2 separate regions of the Mus musculus genome follow, and region 2 is linked to region 1. The links are chromatin contacts, called in public HiChIP or PLAC-seq maps. All regions are on one chromosome and are shown on one strand. Each heading gives the region's core, a stretch centred on a gene start, on an enhancer-like site or on the middle of the called end of the contact. The rest is flanking DNA. Distances are from core to core; before and after follow the strand shown.

What was found. HiChIP or PLAC-seq counts read pairs in DNA pulled down with a chosen protein or histone mark.
Region 2: a CTCF HiChIP or PLAC-seq map of CD8 T cells shows a contact between it and region 1, with 5 read pairs. The contact joins two enhancer-like sites. A contact is called at or near these places in 1 of 15 datasets of contacts at CTCF or cohesin (CD8 T cells), 2 of 484 Hi-C or Micro-C datasets (granulosa cells and nephron progenitors), 9 of 115 datasets of contacts at active chromatin or transcription factors (CD8 T cells, Th17 cells, bone marrow-derived dendritic cells and 6 more) and 3 of 9 other capture datasets (adipose tissue, liver and pancreatic islet).

The regions. Positions count from the first base shown.
Region 1 is chr5:3,362,204-3,365,095 of GRCm38.p6, reverse strand. The region is part of intron 2 of Cdk6 (cyclin-dependent kinase 6); the gene reads right to left. Among named protein-coding and RNA genes, the nearest start is that of Cdk6, 20 kb to the right of the region's middle. Within about 2 kb of position 1,330, at least 36 of the 459 cell types and tissues checked have an H3K27ac peak or open chromatin away from gene starts, as enhancers often do. A contact at or near this core is called in CD8 T cells, hepatocytes and liver, where this site is marked.
Region 2 is chr5:3,464,926-3,467,807 of GRCm38.p6, reverse strand. The region is part of intron 4 of Cdk6 (cyclin-dependent kinase 6); the gene reads right to left. Among named protein-coding and RNA genes, the nearest start is that of Gm29868, 54 kb to the right of the region's middle. Within about 2 kb of position 1,482, at least 28 of the 459 cell types and tissues checked have an H3K27ac peak or open chromatin away from gene starts, as enhancers often do. A contact at or near this core is called in CD8 T cells, hepatocytes and liver, where this site is marked.

The DNA of each region.
Region 1 (2,892 bases), core at 81-2,580:
ACAGCAGCAGCAGCAGTGACAACAGCAGCAGTAGCAACAGCAGCAGCAACAAAAGCAGCAACAGCAACAGCAGCAACAACAGCAGCAACAACAACAGTTACAACAACAGCAGCAACAAGCAGAACCCCTGATTTCCTAACAGTCCAAACATAAGAAACTCTGGAGTTCAATGACTGGCAAAATAAAAGCGCAGTCATCCCTTGACTTCTAACCTTCACATCCAGGGTTCTAGTTCCAAACTCCATTCTCAGGGAACCTCAAACTTCCCAATCCCTCTCTGTGGTTTTCTTCTTCTCAGTCACTAGTGAATGGCAAACACTAACACGGGAGTTTGGATATCAGAGTATTAACTGCTGTATATTTCCCACAGTCTAGACCCTTCAATACTTTTTACCGTCTAGAAACTGATATTAAACAGTACCTTTGTAATACTTGGGACTGTCAAATTTTAAATTCTGTTTGTTGTAGATTGCTGTACAAGTGTCTCTTCCCAGGTTAAATGGGCCTGGAGACTGTCAAATATCCCCTGGGGCAAAGTCACTCCTGATTCAATACAACTGCTGTAATGTAAACTTGGGAGATAAATCCACGCTTGTACAATCCCAGAATTAAAGACTAAACAAACAGAAGAATTAGATAAACAATTAGTTATAATTTATCACTTCTTCACTTTTAAGTACACATTGCCCCTTTCTTTTAACTCAAAGGGCTAAAGTCCCAATAGAAGATAACTAGTCACATAACGAGTCTCTAAAAGTAAACCCACTAGAGTGGCACAGGCAGGCACAGGCCAAGTAGGAGGCTGAAGTCATTCAACTATTCCAAGCAAGTTCTTACTTTCTATGGCCCAAGCTACCCACTATCAAACAGTTATTGCTTTGGAGTTTCTTATTTACAGTATGTGCTAGTGAATTAATTATATGCAATGTGTTTTCCAGACAAATAAGCTTTCACGTTCAAAAGTTTAAAATAAAGATCCATTTCTACCACGATGCTCTTACCTTTTCGTATATGGTTCTACCCACCAAAGCAAGTGAAGTCAGGAGAGCATCATGGCCAAGGATTGGTAATAATCATCCACAAGCAACCTATTCTTGTGATTCCTGTGCTAAGCACCTGCTGTAGTTAATACTGGAGAGGGCTTTATATGATTGAAACAAAAATCAAAGAACACACCCTTCTTTGAGTCTTGGAATGCAATTTTAAACCTGTCGACTAACACATAATGGCTCTGAAATGTAAACGTCAAAATGGCTTAAGACTTCTAAAGCTTTGTCCTCGTGACGTGTGCAATGTTTTGTTTGTTAAAGGCTAAGGCCATGGCAACAAGCATCGAGTCGGCTGGCTCTCTTGGCCCCGTGAAAGCAAGGCTAAAGAGCAGTGCTTCCTATGCTGGGGGTGTTTTCTGCACACATACCGCCGAGTCTGCAGTAAGAACTAACAGGGGCGAATGCATCAGTGTGGGAACCGCGCAGTAGTACCCTAGACCACAACAGCCATAGGGAAACAGAGGTTATAAAGGAGCCTGAGACAGGAAGACTCACAGGAAGCATCAAGAGGAGGCAGGGCAGACACAGAGAGGAAATCTCAGGGTGACCCCTCAGTACCAGACAGCATGCACTCTCCAGAGATTCCTAGAGTCCCCAGTCTCTGTCCCAGAAGGCTAGAAGGATAAAAGTTCTCACAAGAGGACTCGTTTCTTTGCCATGTGATCCCTCCTTTGGAAGTTATAGTAGGTCTTTATTACTTCTAGTCTTAAATCCACCTGCCAGAGCCTAACGTACACCATTCTCTTCTTGGCTGTGATGCATCTCTTAAATGTCTACCCTTTGGGGCTGTCACATGGCTCAGTGAGTAAATGGTATTTGTGGCCAGTACAATGACCTCATGCCTTCTTACCTCTACAAGTGGTTATTGCACATGTGCTCAGGCGTGAACACACACACACACACACACACACACACACACACACACACACATATTTAAAACCTCTCTTTTGGTGGAGAGAGGGATGTGGAAGGCTACTGCTTCCTGAGCACAAGTTTTAGTCTAGGGTGATGGAAAATTAGAGATGAATAGCAATGTAAAGGGTAAGGGTTAGTGTTGGGTTTGGGGTAAAGGCAAGAGTAAGTGTAAGGGTAGGAGTAGGGTTGGCTGTTGGGCTGGAGGCTGGGTGGGGGTAGGGAAATGGTAGGTTTAGGGGTAAAAATACAATTTGGAGTAAATGTAAGTTAAGGGGTAAGGATAAGGGTAAGGGTAATTCTGAGGGCACAGGTAGGAGGAGAAGGAGGGCTAGGGGTTGTGTAAAGGCAGAATACAATGAGTGACATTCACATACAATGAACTATTTGATGTTGCCGAATGAAAAAGGAAAACCAATCTATCTTTTTAAAAGAAAATTAAAATACAGTGTCTATAGAAGCTTCTAAACTTCAAAATAAAGCAAATCTCAACAGCTGGGAGCCTTCCACTGAAAGTGAATGTATGTGGAAACCATGAACCAAATGCTTCCAACATTCAGCAAAGAATATTGAAGATGCACCTAGAACTATCTAAAATTACAGTAGAACAATTGCAGGCCCCAAAGTACCCTTTGTGGTCACAAGCATCCCTGAGTATCCCGTTAGGAAAACCTGGGGGCAGAGAGACCTGGGGGGGGGGGGTATGAAGGAGGAGCGAAGACTTAGGCTGACTGCCAAGTATGTCTTCATTTAAAGTAGTCAGTTTATATTTTAATAGCTGACAATTGTGTTTGCGGAACCAGATAAGGGGCATGGTAAACCGTGTTTGATAATGTTGGTGATAGAACCAACAGAAACTTAAACATGAGGTACAGAGCAGAAACTGTCAGCATGCTAAGTCCAATGGCTCTGTCAAGCTGCATTTCCCCAT
Region 2 (2,882 bases), core at 233-2,732, 100 kb before region 1:
CATGATTTTTAATGTATTTTGAACTATCTTGAGGTCTTTTTAGGTGAGTCAGCAAGTTGTAGAAATTCAACTGCCATTTGGTTTCAACTTACTTCTTTGAACAATGGCTTGAGAGAAAGGTTGCTTGTTGTTGCTTTCCAGCTGGGTCATGACAGCGCTCTCTGTGCGGTATACCACCTATTACGGATGTCCACTGCAGGGATGTTAAGAGCTTACAATCTGGTTAAGAGCTTACAATATCACGTGTCTGTCTCTGTGAAGGACCTGCTTGGTCTCCATACAAGTCATTGCTAAGCAAAATGAAGAGGAATTAGACTATGTTCATACTCTCCTCGAACTAACAACATTTCTGTAAAGACACCTTGATTTTGGTGAAATTCCTATGAAAAAGAAATTGAGATGTTAAGATTACCTTTCTACAGGAGTGAAATAATTAATAAAAACGTACAAGATGGGAGAAAAAAAACCAATTACATTTCTGTTGAATTCTCAAGTAGAATAATCCCAAGAGTTCCCAGGGCCTACATTAGGTAATAATCTCTTATTTCAGATATAGATTAGTGCTTTCTAAAAAAGTCATCCTCTGGGTTATGTATTATTATTGAATATATATTGAAAAGCATTTCTAGCATTTGTGTCTTATGACTATCCTATTGTCTAATCCAGAGTCCTTCAATTCTCTTAAGTTTCTATAGTTTTAAAACCTGAAACTCTGCAGGATTTGCAACATTTTGTTACAATCAAATCTCGTTTTAAGTGCTTGAGAACAAAGTATAACATTTTTTTTTTTTCTGGCAACAAAATATAAGTTTGTTTTCCTTCGAAATTATACTTCTGTGGAAATTTCTGATGGAAAACTGTTCAATGCACAACCAGTTTAAGCGTGTGCAAAGCAGAATGTTATTAATTACTAATATGAAAGTCTTCTAAAGTCTCAATCTGCAAACACTGTTAGGGGAAGCACCGAGCGCAATGTGTAAGAACCAGGGCTGAAGAATCTGTGACAAAGGTTGCTACCAATGGTAACAATACAGTTGTCTAGTAAGCAAAGATAACAATAGGAACTATGGACAGAGTCTGGCTAGAGCCAGCTGGAATCAAAGCAAATACCGTATTTGTTACAATCATTACATGTATTAACAGCCTCTAGAGGTGCTGGACCGATCTGGCAACAGGAGGGGGGAGGCCAAGGAGGGGGCAGTTCAAGGATGTTTACAGAAGTCAATGTATCTGTTTAAAGGGCTTTGATCTCCAGTTACATTTTTTTTTAACCAGTTCAATACCACTAGAAGATAAAATCCAGCCAAGGCCAGTGCTGACTCAAAATCCACCAGAGTCAACTGTTCCCACTTAATGTTCTACTTAGGCTTCTTGTATTTCTGAGCACTTTCACCTGGATCGCATCAACACTGCCACTGCCAGTGGCTTCACACTAGTTGGCTACAGATGTTTGAAAGGCCCTGGTGAATGTCAGGCTGGGGGAATCTCCCTTTTGTCCAGATGATCTCTGCCTTGGAGGCAGCCCTATCAGTCTGCCATGTGCCTCCAGGTCCTTACTGAGTTTGGCCACAAGTCTTGGCAGGAGTTGAGAGAGAGGGAGAACAGAGATCAGGCCCTCAACTCCAAGTTGTCTCACAGTGCCAAAGTCTACCTCAGATAGCATGATCATTCCATTTACATACCCTCCCCGTGTCTGTTCCTTTAGAGTCCGGGATTGGTAACAGTCTGACTGGCTCAAGACTCAAGCCCTGCACCTCTGTCAATCCTGCTTCAGTAAACAGATCTATCTGGAAATGGCTCATTGACCTTGTCTTCATGTTTCTGTCAGGACCCCAAGTATACATTAGTATACGAAGCACTGTGGATAGAATTCCTCCCCCTCCTCTAGTCTGTTCATAGAGGGCGTTTGGACAGGGTGATCTGTGAGGTGCTCCATTAATATTCTGAGAGACTCAACAGCCAGACAAGAGTAATTAAGACCAAACAAACCCTACGCTTCCCTTGCTTGTCCTTCACTTTGATTATCCGGACTCTATTTCTGGGCCCAGTTTAACATGCCTTAGCCCTGAACATAGACAGTACGTTAGGAGGAACATGGACATCATCTTTGACAGACAACAGAATCTTCCCAAACTCTGTTTATATGCTTTCTGCCAACATAGAAATCTCCTGATATGCATGTTTTCCTACAGAAAGCTGGTATGGCTTATGAAATGAAAATCAAAACTAGGGATAATTCTATTGTTTTTTTACAAAGGGTCTAAAAAAACTCCAATTCTTTAACATACACATTCGAACTGTGCGTATTAGAAAGAATTGGAGTTTGGGTTCTTGCAGGCAGTCTTCTCATTATAATGCCACATGGAAACGATTAAAGCATTATATACTAGCAAAAAACCAAACCAAACCAAACCAAACCAAACCAAACCAAAACAACAACAAACCAATATTTTGGGACAAATACAAAAGGGCCACCTCACACTCATTCATTCCTTTGTAAGCAGAGTCTAGAGGAAGTGTTTTAACATGACAGGAGAGAGTCTCAGTGCTTGGAGCACTGAGTGCCCGGGGTCCTCTTCCATGCTTGGATCATGGTGGGAGCCCACGTGGCGGCTGTCATCGTCTTCTCATCTCTGTTCTGATATGTCCATTACCCCCTGACAGGGTGTTCTTCAGCCCCCACAGCTTCCTGGCTCCCATGGGTTCCACAGTTCCCATTAGATATGATTACTTCCCACCAAATGTCCTTTGCTTATGCGGGGCCCTCTTGACCTGAAACTGCAATTCTACGAGGGTCCCTCTGCCCTCTGGCCAAGCCCTGGTTTATTATTCATGTTTAGTATTGGTTGCCCAAAAATTGTTTCACTCCAGAATGCAAACCT